2 separate regions of the Bombyx mori genome follow, and region 1 is linked to region 2. Evidence: chromatin contacts called from public Hi-C data. All regions are on one chromosome and are shown on one strand. The core of a region is the stretch at or near the end of the contact, and the rest is flanking DNA. Distances in the headings are between cores, read along the strand shown.

The links. A called contact is a pair of places that touch in the nucleus more often than the background predicts.
Region 1: a Hi-C map of posterior silk gland shows a contact between it and region 2, with 1.7 times the contacts expected there. The contact joins two enhancer-like sites. A contact is called at or near these places in 3 of 7 Hi-C or Micro-C datasets (middle silk gland, posterior silk gland and whole pupa).

The regions. Positions count from the first base shown.
Region 1 is chr6:5,970,806-5,978,005 of ASM3026992v2, reverse strand. It overlaps a transcript of Ubx not described here. Among protein-coding and RNA genes, the nearest start is that of LOC119628629, 57 kb to the left of the region's middle. Within about 2 kb of position 5,560, at least 2 of the 8 cell types and tissues checked have open chromatin away from gene starts, as enhancers often do.
Region 2 is chr6:5,800,379-5,806,890 of ASM3026992v2, reverse strand. It overlaps a transcript of LOC692747 not described here. Among protein-coding and RNA genes, the nearest start is that of LOC134199090, 28 kb to the right of the region's middle. Within about 2 kb of position 1,655, at least 5 of the 8 cell types and tissues checked have open chromatin away from gene starts, as enhancers often do.

The DNA.
Region 1 (7,200 bases), core at 4,311-6,810, 170 kb before region 2:
CCTCACTGCTGAGGATCGTGACTCCGTCCGATCCCGTTGCGTAGCTTGGCGGAGTGCGTCGCTGACAGGTACCCTCAGTTCCTCCGCTATTTGGTCCGACCATCGTTTAGGATTGACCCCTAGGCCTTTTTTCCTCTATTTTACCGGTCACCACAAGGCGTTCCAAGTTGCTGGTATCCCAGCGTGCAACATGACCAAAATACCGCAATATTCTTTGTAGGCACGTTGTAGATAGACGTTGAGTCTTTTCTTTTATCTTATAGCTTGAGAATAACATCCTAGCTAAGATACATTGAGTGAGACGTTTATCACGATCGTTCTAAATGAATAAATAAAAACTGTGTGTTATCAGTAAATTCAGTCGTTAACGACAATCGTGGTTGCACACGTAGCCTGCCGGCTTCCCCGTTGGCACGCTGCTTAGACAAATATCCACAGAAACTAGTTACGTGTTCGGACTCAAACGCACCAGCTGTTTAATATTTATCGGGTTCCCGCTGCGATCCATCTTCGCTATCTACATATTGAATATTGATTTTTTTTTTTACTTTAAATTATAAGTAACATGCTATTTCCTAAATTTGTTTCATTATTTATTTTGATTCGCCTAATACATTATGCATTGAATGATTTGGTTAAGTCGAATCGTGTTCGCGATTCAGTTTAATCCTGAAGTTAAACGGGCTTGGATTGTGTCATTATAGTCCGTTAATGAAGCAAGGATTGCTAGTAAAGCGCACCGTTCACGTGTTTTAAGCTAAGATTGGTAGTCGAAGCCCATCGTGAATGGCGTCTTTTGAAAATAGTCACAATTGCGTTAGTATGACTGTAGGTATTTCAAGGTACTTTTAAGATAGTTTTAATTTATCGTGTGGCGTGGACGTACATATTTCGCTGGTACGTTTCACTAGTATCAAAATAGCTTAGCAAGTGTATCTTCTAGAACTTGCGATCTCTCGAATGAAAAGCACATGAGAGAAAAATTCGGTTTACGGTAAATTTCTAAAAGCTCTTTTGATTATTTAATATTGTTTGATAATTTATATATATGTATTGGCTGGATCGCACCCGTGGCTTAGAAAAATAATAGTAGATAGACTCTAGATAAAAATAAGAAGAAAGCCCGAGTTATAATGTATATAGCTGTTTGTAATAATTTTGTATCAGACTTCTGGAAGTGTCGAAAGCGAGCGACGCTATAAACTTGTCAGCTCTATTTCTGGGACGTTTGTTTTCAGTTTGACATATCGTCTCGCCCACATCGAGAGACCATACCGCGAAATACAGTTCTGAAAAAGCAAATAAAGATAATAAGTAACTATTAATATAGTACTCTCTTAGATTTTTATGACTTTTAAACATAATTAAACAGCTTTTTCGTATTTATCATTTTCGTATTTTCGGCATATTTTTTGGAACAAAGTTCCGTATGGGACGATGCGGAGGGGTACCCTAACCGGGAAAAAACGTCCGTAACGTAAGATTTTTAATGGTAATGCACACAGTGTACGACTTAACTTTGTAATAACGTACAAAAAATAACATATTTTTTTATCATTCATTGACCACGATCTCAGAGCGTTCGTGTGCGCAATACACTATCTCTTATGCAAACAACCGTGAATGAAGTGTACCACAATAAGTTCGCACGTTACCGAATGACCGTGGGTTGTTGCAAAGTTTTATTTTCTTTATACCTCGAATAGAACTTAAAATTAATATTTTTATAATAAGTAACTTCGTTCCTATCCGGTGTCCCACGACACCACACATCTTTTTATTTCATGTTCATATTTTTGTACATTTTACTTTTTAGAATTCTTAATAATTGAAGTTCTTATGGAAATAGGTATATTAATTTTGAATTGTTAATAGTTTGGTAATAAATGCGCACCAGTGGACCAATAGATTTTAACTTCGAAAATCGAAAAATTCACTAACCTCCTTTTTAATCAGTTAATACGAGGAGGCTAGTTTACTGCACACTTGTTATTAAACATCTACTGAAGTTAACAAACACCATAACGTGAATGCGGAACCCATATTCCATGATCATCGGCTATCCCATTCTCTAGGCGACAACGCAACACACAGCGGCAGAAATAAGCTGTTTATTTAAACCCACCTAGGCGAGCTTACATTGTGCCGTATCACGAACAGAATCAAACAGGGTGTATCGTTCTATGAAAGACTCAACCAGCGTGACGAATTTGTGGGATCCTACTATTAATAACTCGTTTTAATGTCTCCACTGACTTACCCTAGTCACATATAAAATTCAAGATAGAATCGAGCATCAAATTAAAATTAATGAGACGCAGTCGAATCCCATTACAGGTACATTAACACTTCCAAAAACTAAGGGCTCTTACAAAGAATAAGGACATATTTCATAAATATTATACATTGTGCTCAAATAATTCAACCCGTGTCTTGGCTTCGCTCGTAATTCGTCGTGTGTGGCTTGCCACTTCCAACAAAGCAATAATGTCCAAATGTTAATTATTGCTAATGTGATTGGTGCCTTCACTCAGTTGCGTTAGGTCCTAAATTGATTGTGTATACGATTAGCTATTACACTTTTAACTAGACTATAGTGTTACACCTTAGACAAATGATCTATGATAAGCGTAGCTTTGGTAACGAGCTTCGCTAAGGTGATCGATGGTCGGGCCTTTTCTTTATGTTTATAAACAAACAGTTTTCTGACATTGTATATAACGACGTATAAATGGGATATTCTGCTACCCAATTTAATTGTAATATTATATTATCATCATATAATATCATTATAATATATGATTCATATAATCTTTTTTGTTAGCATTTGTTAGTTCGTGATCATGTTTATAATACCTACGAACTTTTGTGCGATTGCAAACGAAACTTTGTATAGGTAGTCGTTGTTGATACTGCTGAGAACGTTTCTGTAAAATGTAATTACTAAAAAAGTAATTATACAAAATTCCAATACTCAAATACAAATAAAGCTACAAAATTAAATGTTCGATTTCATAAGATGTACTACATCAGAATTTAGTTTTAGCAAACAAAACCTAAATTCAAGTATTCTAGATTTCAAAAAAATGTTCATATGATTTTCGAACGAAATTGACACGATTATTTCTTTAACAGAGCTCTATTAAATTTGACAAAATAGACATTATTTTCTTTTGATAATAGAAGAACTGTCTGTAGGAATGCAGTGGACGACAAGTGAAATATATTTTATCGTTATATCACGTGATCGAAACTAATAAAGAAAGCACGTTATGGACGTAATCTTTTCCGAGGGAAATTGTTTTTCTCTCCCCAATTCTTTATATTATGAAGGATTGTAATTTGCTGATGTCCGAAAAATATCAGTGGGTCCACTATAAATCAGTAAAACTTTTTTGTACTGGAAAGGTAATGGAGTAATTGAGAAGCCATGTAATCGGCGCTTATGCTGTTATATCGGTAAACTAGTTTCAAATTTAGAACATAAGCTAAGGTTCTTGAACTCTCACTAGTAATAGTAGCTAGTAGTTTCGGCAGTAGAAATTTAACGGAGTGTCTTGAAGGCAAAAATTAGAAAAATTACGATCATCTGACGTAAATTGATGCGTTTGCAAATATATAAATAAAAGCTTAGCTAGGATACATTCCATATGAATAAATCTTAAATCATTTAGTTAAATAATTTTAACGTGATCGTTTTCTAAAGACCTATTTCTGTCGTTATATTCATTATAGAAACACTGTTGAAGTTTGCGAAAATACGAATAAAACTCAACGCTCAACTCAAACACTATCCGAATACTGAAATAGATACTTCAGTATTAAGATGTTTTGTTTAGCGGACGTGACTGGACGCGCAGAGTCCAGAGGATTTTATTACAATCTTACGGAGATTTACGAGGTGTTCACAAACGACAAGGAGGTGCAACTCAACAGAAATATAAGACTTCAATACCGCTAACTGTAATCATCGGTTCTCGAATTTATTTACATTAAAAAAAAATCTTAATATGTTTGAACTTAATATGAACTTAATATGTTTTACTGGTGGTAGGACCTCTTGTGACTCGGCGCGGGTAGGTACCACCACCCTGCCTATTTCTGCCGTGAAGCAGTAATGCGTTTCGGTTTGAAGGGTGGGGCAGCTGTTGTAACTATACTGAGATCTTAGAACTTAGGTATATCTCAAGGTGAGTGGCGCATTTACGTTGTAGATGTCCATGGGCTCCAGTAACCACTTAACATCAGGTGAGCTGTGAGCTCGTCCACCCATCTTAGCAATAAATAAAAAAAATATGTACTCTTTGAATTGAATAGGCAAATTATGAGAGAGTATTCGATATATCGGCGATTGATATAAAATCAGTTATTTAACTTAGGTATGCCTTGAGTTGTTTTTATTATTAATGACTTCAAAGGTGTTACAACGGTTTCTAGTTTCCATCACTACATTAACTATTTTGTATTAAAAAAAAACTCACTTTGCATATTTCTAGCGTTTATGTATAATGAGTTTTTAAAATTCCAGTTTGTCCTTCAAACCGTTTTTCTCTGACACTTTATTTATCCACCTTTTATCTTGATGTTAATTTTTGCTTGTAACTTCTAACAAATATCTATCAGATGTCTATTCCTGATACAGCTCAAGACCAGTTTGAATATGTTTGCTTGTTATTCCACGTATTATAAATAACTAGATGATGACCGAGCTTTGCCCGGTTTTTTTTCTTTATAACGCCATCTTGTTGTGTCTTTAAAGCGGTTAGTTGTTCTCAATTAAGAAAAATAGTATTATTATTCGCCAATAGATGTCGGGAAGAGTTGATTATTGAAAACACGAATAAAACACAATTTTCTGAAAATAAATCGTAGCTAGATCGATTTATCGCCCCCGAAATCCCCTGTATACTAAATTTTATGAAAATCGTCGGAGCCGTTTCCGAGATTCAGATTATATATATACAAGAATTGCTCGTTTAAAGGTAATAGAGGTCCCGCAGTAGTCGAAATTCGACTATAATTAATTGGAATTGTAAGTTTGTACACTATTATGATTGTATTTTATACCTCTATAAGACTACACTATAAAAAATATTAACAAAAACAAACAATATTTTATTCTCAATTTGACAACAGACGTCAAGAACAAAAGCTTGACGATAAATAGTATGCATGCGGGTGTGCGTCAAATAGATGGTATGTAGTGTTTTTAATGTTTTTTTTATTGATTTAATGTATCTTTTATGCATTATTTAAAAAAAATATTAGCATTCTGCACTTCTTCTCTATATTCTCTAAAAGTGTGGAAAATTTCATACTCCTCCGTCCGCGCAATTTTCGTAAAAAGGATACAAAGTTTTTGCTTCACGTATCAATATATAGATAAGATTGCTGTAACCACGTACTAGAAATAGGTTGATATCAAATTGCAGTAACTTTATTCGTTTCCTTTACATTCGAAATTCACAGCAAACGCTATCTTAAATCTGAATACATTAGTAGGCACCGTCTCCGTGTGTACGCGCTGTTGCCAACTCGGTATCATCTTATTTGCTTGGCGTCGATGCAGCAACGATGTGCTGATTTATCGCAATGTGCCAACCTACAAAAGTTTAAAGATTAAATAGTTTTTTTTTTCGCTGTATCATTGCCAATGTTTTACTCATAATCCTGTGCTGTATGCTTATTAATTTGAGTTATGTACAATATCTACTATGTGAATTCTTAAAAAGCACTTTATAGTTCCAATAATCGTATTTCATATTTGCAATCAATGTCACCAAATTTTAACGGTGATTATGAAGAAAATATTGAAGCTTTAACGTCTTATTTATTACATAATTTTATTTTGTAATAAGGGAAAATAATGTGGAGACATAAAAAAAACAGTAAATTTGTTTTAATAATTTTTTTAATCAATGAAGACTCATATAATTTCCTATTGCAATGGAACACAAACAGCTCGCATAGTTGCATCCTTCGAATGTCCCTGCTAATGGTAGCGTGCAACAAATTGTAACGGAAATAGAATGGAAGAGAAAGAGATTAGCCTGAGCAAGTCGACCGCATTAGTCGATTCTAAAAATAAAAATTAATATATAACATAGTGTGAAAGTTCAGTGTGGCGACAAATGACTACACGTCCGACCGCGTTTAAAAACTTCCGTGTAATTGGCTCGGCTTGAGAGACTTGTGATAATTTACTGCTGGGATGCGCCAGAGTTTAGTGAGATTTGAAATTTTTTTTTTCATGCCACAAAACTTGTGACTGCGTTCGAAATTTAATTTTTAAATTGTAACATTTAATTTTGTTAGGAGTCACATTCTTTGTTCACAAAACGAACGAAGGTATGTAAATAAAAACTTGTCCCAAAAAACTGCCTTTCACGTAAAAGTATAATTTGTTTTTCATTGTTGTTCAAAGTAAATGCTGAGTGTTTTTTATTCGGTCGGTTTTTTTATCCGACGTTGTCATGTTTTGCGAAATTTACGCGCAGCTTAAACCGTCTAAAAATTTTAGCTTTTGCCGTCCAAAATCCTGATAAATGAGGTTGGACAGGGGGCTCGGCGGGAAAAATCTTTTCTGTTCCCTTTTAACAGTTTAACAGTTCCTGTACAAAAATACATATTTTACTGAGTGAAAAACTCATCTCATTTCTTAGGAAATAAATCTGTACATTGGATAGTTTCTGCTATTGTAGCTTTTTTTTTGGCGCCGAATCGTACAAAAACGGTGTTAACAATAATGGCGTCGGTTTTATCAAAAATACTGTACACACTCACACTCACACTCACACACACACACACACACACACACACACACACACACACACACACACACACACGCACACACACCCACACACGCACGCACGCACACACACACACACACACACGCACGCACACACACACACACACACACGCACGCACACACACACACACACACACACACACACGCACGCACACACACACACACACACACACACAAACGCCAGCCTGTTGGGGGGGGGGATGAATTATTACACCATTCAGGTATAAAGATACGCCTCAGACAAATTCGAAAATGGAACCCTAGTTCGTATGCTATAACTTATAACAATAACTTATCTATCATTTTAAGAATCATCAAACACCATTGTAAAACGCATTTAAAAATAGTCAAATTCTTTTATGTCGCGTGAAAATTTATTTCTACACTTTCAA
Region 2 (6,512 bases), core at 406-2,905:
CAGGCTACCCCTAAAAATTAAAAATGGCCGCTGGTGGGAGCTCTCTGGATTGGCGGCAATAATTCATTCCCCAGCCGCCAGGGGCGCTGCGTGTCATTTGTCTGTGTCCGACCCCCGCCCCGCGGAGAAATATCTCCTGAGGACCAGGGGGATTGTATTCATTTTGTTTCGAGTAAAAAGAACACAAAACAGTATTTCAAATACATATCATGCGTTTTGGTTTATCTATTATTTGGTTTATCTATCATAACTGCATTTTTTTTTTCAAAATCCTTATATATTTAATTTTAAATATTTAGGTAAGTAATCAACTTTATTTATTTTTGTTAAGAAATAAAAACAATGTAAGTGCTGAGAGTTTTCAACTCATATAATGACGACTTATTATATAATTCGACAATTCGGAAGGTCGAATATTTTCAGTAGGTATTTATTAGATAGGTATATTTTAATATTCCGATTTTAGACAACGTTTTAAATTACTAATAAATTATTACTGACTTTGTAGACCAATTCTCATTTATTTTTGATGTGAAACTTGTCAGTCTGTTTTTTATAAAGTGTTCAATATCGAAAAGTTAAAGACTAATATAATCAAATCATGTAAATAATTGGCCGCATCGAACTTAAAATTCTACACAAATCAAAAGAAAACAACAGCTGTTTCCATTATTCAATCAACAGCCTACTACTAGCTTTACAGTGGAATTTCTAATCTAATCGAAAATGTAATGAGGCCATCCAGAAGCCGAGATTGCGTAGGTGATTAAATTATTTAAAGCATTTGATTATATTTCTTTACCGCCTTATCTTACCTATACGTATAACTCACGGGACAAGTTCCATTCACTGATTAAGCTTCACAAAAAAATGCATCGTGATTAATACCTTATTCCTTAAGGTATAAGTGACAAAATTGTGTCACTGCCTATTTTTGGTAGGTCTTCGCGTGTTTGAGAGCTGTTTAGGGCGGTTACCTCACGCACTTGGAAATTATTTTAATAAACCAGGTTAGGTGAAATACTTTGATATTTTCCCCTCGAAACAAGAATTTTTTTTTTTTCAAGGGATATTCTGGAAGTTGCTTTTACGTATTTTTTATGGAGTTTAGCGACATTTCGTGCTATTAAACACAAAACTTTCTTAGTTCCAAAAAAAATACTTTTACTAAACATAAACTCGATTTTTTATAATTTTAACTTCTGAATTTATTTTTAGGATAAAACAAAACATATTTGGAAATAAAAATGTATCATTTTATTAAGATTCAAAGAGTTTCAGAATTGATAATAGGAAAGTCCTATTAACATTACCAAGAATATTTAACGCAGAACTATCAAGTCAAACAGAACATGTCCAAAAATAAATCAACCACAACAACTCTATCTTTGAAACAACAAAGCACTTGCATTCGCAAAGATTGTTATCTCATATACAAACTTAATGCATTTAAGGTTGGTAGCGACATGCTCTAAAGACATTTTACTATCGTACCGATAAACTTAACCTACAAAAGTGACCTTTATGTGACGAGAATAAAGCCTGAATTCATCTGCGCTAACACTTAAGAGATCATTGGTATTGACATCGAAAACTTTGCAGCACTCATGTGCCTTATCAACAGCTGCTTAAGGTAGAAATTTCTTTGTTGCATAATGATCGGTTAGATTAGTAAATAGTAGAGGGACTCGTCGTGATCTCGGATCGTGATTGCGACACGGTACTGCGTGCCCTTTGAACACAAGTACCGTAGCCGTGAAAAATCACTTGAACATATGCAAGCTGGAGCGGGCTTATTCTGGTGCTTCGAAACTCCAGTAAGGTACGGATAGCAGAAACGGCAAATTTATATTTTTATTTTTTTAATTGAGATTTGTAAATTAATTATTTGTTACCTTTGAAAGTAAATGAATACGACCCATCAGATTTTGTGTGGCCAACGTCTTTGTTCACGCATTTGCAATGCTAAGGATGTCGATCCATGAAATTATTGTATCTGTATTTTGTTATTGGTACTATTATATTATATGGTCTTCAGAAGAACCATATACTAGATGGGAAGACGATATAAAGAAAATAGCAACTACAAACTAGGTTAAAATTGCGCAATCCAGAGAAGATTGGCTATCCTTGGAGGAGGCCTGTACCCGAGGAGGGGTTCTTGCAAGCGGGAAATAATACCTAATATTATTCAACAAATACATTACTTATTAGTTAAGAATTGCATTAATTTTTGTTTTTATGTCACTTGTACGAAATAAAAGGCTTTTTTCTTCTTTATTTATTTATTATTATATTGTATAGCAAACCGATCGGTACGTCACTCTCGCGGCCGTATGCCCGCTCGCTATACATAGTTAGCATCTATGTCCATCTTTTTAACAGTGTATAATCTATGTTCCGGGCGCTTCCGTTTTGAGTGTGAATAGCGTGCGCCCGCGTCTAAATGTAATTAATGTTTAAAATTGAAAATTATTTCTGTTAAAGGAAGATTAAAATTCGAAATTCGATATTGGTGACTAACCCATAGTTTAAAATACCCCTGAGATCTACCCCTCACTATAATTGGTATTATTGTCTAAATTCCCACCAATCAGAATAGAGCTGTGTGTGACGCTAGAAACGTGTGCGGTTGCAATTGGATAAGAATATTGTTCCTTGACCCCACTATCCTATAAAACTGTACGATTGCTAATTCAGAATACATACGGCAACTAGTATCTCAAAAAAATAAACATGTTTTCATTTCACCGAAAATAGTCCTCAAGTCCAAAAGAAAATAGCAATACAAGTGCGGCATATCTATTGCCGCTACACTCTTTCATGGTCATCCATACGCCATCGTCATATATTTTTTTTAAAGCAAGATGTCTTATTATTCCGGAGCTAAACAGTTAAAAAAGATCTTAGGAACACAATTTGCATGTATCCTAAAATAATATTTTTATATTATTATAATAACTACTAGCTGTCCCGGCAAACATTGTTTTGCCATATATAAGATTTCTAGGGAATTTCTAGTGTAGAAACAAAAACTAACTTATTGTAAGTGTGTAAGGAGGAGGACACGAGAATTTTATATATTAGATTAATACTAGAACTAATAACTACCAAGACTAATAAATAATATGTAACCCTCAAAATATAACGAAACGTTTCATACCTACTGTGAACCGTGAACTAAATTTTCTATAAAATTAAAAACAGTTAACATTTTATTAATAAAACTAAAATTAAAACAAATGTAGGTAAATACGTAAAACAGATCCCTAAAATTTTTTTATACTTTTATACATTATTCATGGTAGCATATTAAACGACAACCGATAAAATCGGTACAGTTTAAATACGCAGTATTTATCGATTAACTACAGAGCAATCGATATGACGCCGTGTTATTTTAACATTCGAACACCGATGCCGCCCAGTAAGGCGCACAAGGGATCATAAAATATTATAGCTCTATTCTATTCGATACGTGATAACTCCCGGATCAAATGTTCGGTGAATGTTAATGTAGGGCTGGCCTGGTAGTCCTAAACAGAATTCGCTTCCGGGAAGTGTTGGTATAGACACAGTTTCTCAGATTCGATTTTTGAGTACGCGACAACATCACTATGCTATTGTTGTTTTTGTTGAACCCGATTTGACGTCGATTTGACCAGATTAATTATCTATGTAATTTCCTTTACAATCAAAGCAAATCTATATTGAAACATTGACGTTAATTATAATAAAAATTTACCTGTTCTGCTAGTGTATATTATTTTAATTATATTCACAACAATTCAACCGTTACTGATGCTTCAAGATTTCGGTTAGTTTTATGTATTAACTTTCTTTTTGCATTGTTGAAATTTTTAAGAAAAAAATATAATATATTTCCAATAATTTTATTGATGGCACTAAAGTTCATCAATAGTCACTAAAGTAAACAAAAGGAAAATGGATTGACAAATAAAAAGATGCTGATTAACTGTTAAGTATTTATCATTAGAATATATAGAATATAATTATTTAAAATAAATACAGTATCGAAATGCGTATAAATAAAATATTGCATTGCTATAGACATACAAATAGTTAATTCAAATCACATCTTTAGATGAACGTGTTAAAGCAATTATCAATCATAACATACGTTCAGATAAAGTAATAAAGCCGCATAACAAAAGATTTATGTAAACCGACCGCAATAATTCAGGCGCCAGTCAATATTTATAGTCATCAAACCCGCATTAAGACAGTCGTGGACAAAATACTTAATTACTGTAATGCGTGCTTTGAACCGGCACTTTCTCAGCCATTCGTTATTGTTGATTCGTAAAGAAATTGTGAAATATTTCTACGTACAGTTACATCCTTGCTGGTGTTGATTGGGTTCTATAATGTGAACGACCCTTTGAGACATATAGGCAAAGGTCGGTGAGGTCGTATTTATTGCGTGTATTTTCTAAATTGAAAAATTAAAACATAAGAAAAAGCTACACTATGGCTTTGATAAATAGAAACATTTTTTTATTGCTATAAAATATTAGAATAGATCTGAACATTAAGTTCTGTCTTTTCAGCTTTATCTGATTTCTATTTTATTATATTATTTAATTAGGCATTAGAACTTTGGTAATGAACTAAATGTTGGTCACGATTATTTGATGCTACTTTATATTTTGGTGATACAAACTTGTCAGCCGAAATTCTAAAACTAAGCTCCATAAATCGATCAACGTGAATTCTATTCCGGGCGCGTGAACATAAAATAAATGTCCTATAATCGTGTGGAATGTTGATCGATCATTGAAATAGCCGCAATCGATTCAAATGCATCAGAGAATCTTCATGCACGCATGCATAGTTAATCATTCGTTGGCGTTGCAATCTGCATGCGTAACGTTGTGTCGCCGATGTCCGAATGTAATTAATAATTTCGACACCCGATGATTAACATTTAAATCGGCTGCGGGATTGGTTGAGGGGACGCTGCTTTGTGGGCGACTGACATACTATGACATACCTTCGTTTTGTATTTAAATTTTGAATTGCTTGTTATTGGCGTGGTTGCGAATGTTCAGATATTCATATTGTGGTTGAGAGGCGTTACCTACCCGCTGTTATATTTTAACTGAGTTTGCTTTAGATTGACCATCAGTTTCAGATATGAATTAAAGAGATAAAATAAGACGCGAGTTAGGTTTAATGCTTTTATTCACTGATAATGGTAATCATTATCGATGCCATCATTGAAGTCCCAATCATATTGTATAACGACTGTCTCACCCTTGAAATATTAAAACAGAACGGGAACTTTGCAGCGGAAATAGATAAGATGATGGCTCCTAACACAGTAAAATGACAATACACTCTATGTCCAAAACAATTTCATTAAACTGAACGTTTTCTTTTCAAAAATAAATTAAAATAAGGCATTAATATTCACGTAAAATATTTCAAATGCAAATTCAGTGCTAATCCATCAACACAATTAGTTCTCGGGAGAGTGAGTGAAAGATAACTAGCAATGGACGCGCGCCCGCCGAGGCTGTCCACTTCTGATAACATTATCTGACAAATTGCACTCGATCTGGACATGTAGGTAAACGAGAGATAATATCAAGTGACTCATCAATGTACCAAGTTAAATTGTCTGCATTTCTTAAATACGTCATGTCATTTAATAGGTATAGTTAGTCGATATTGAATAAAAATGTTTTTTTTTGTATAATGACACATTCTTAAAGATATCATAGAGTTAATGTATTTAGATTGGTATTTTAAAAGCAATCCCTAGCTCCTATGCTACTTTCTGATAAGCTTGCATTTTGTGCCAATCCCGCGTTTGAAGGTTGGGACAGCAGTACAATACCATTGGGATTCCGGTTGTGATGTCTGCGGAATCCGGATACTTGCAGCAAGTCGGCTGTGAGGTCGTCTACCCATATACACTGTTTAAAAAAGTTCACAGTCGCCACGCCGTTATTTAAATAGAAGATTTACTAATATTGATCCTTCTGACCGAATAATCAAAGGATTAGTATTTTAAATATGTTTATTTGTACGTGTTTTTACACTTATATTATGATCAATGACAACTAAGCCTCATAAACAACATACGATTCCTGACAATTTATTTATTTATTCATATTAATTGTATTCCGTGGGAATAGAGATGGCTTAGTTAAATGAGTCACGCTTGATTGCTCACTATAATATTGTGTTTGAATAAATTATATACGAATGCATATAAAAGCATAACGATTACATACCGGTAGACCATATATATTTATGTATATTTAAAACACATCGCTACGTGACTGTATGAAACACAAGAAAAAAACCTAAGGTACATTCACATGTTCAGCGATACGTTATATATATTTAATATATATAACGTATCGCTGAACATGTGAACATAATATGTAGATATATACTTAATTAGAAATTATATTTGACCAAATGCATATCCGTTATCCAGAAACACAGCTGACATTAGTATTCAATTTCAAGCATTCTGC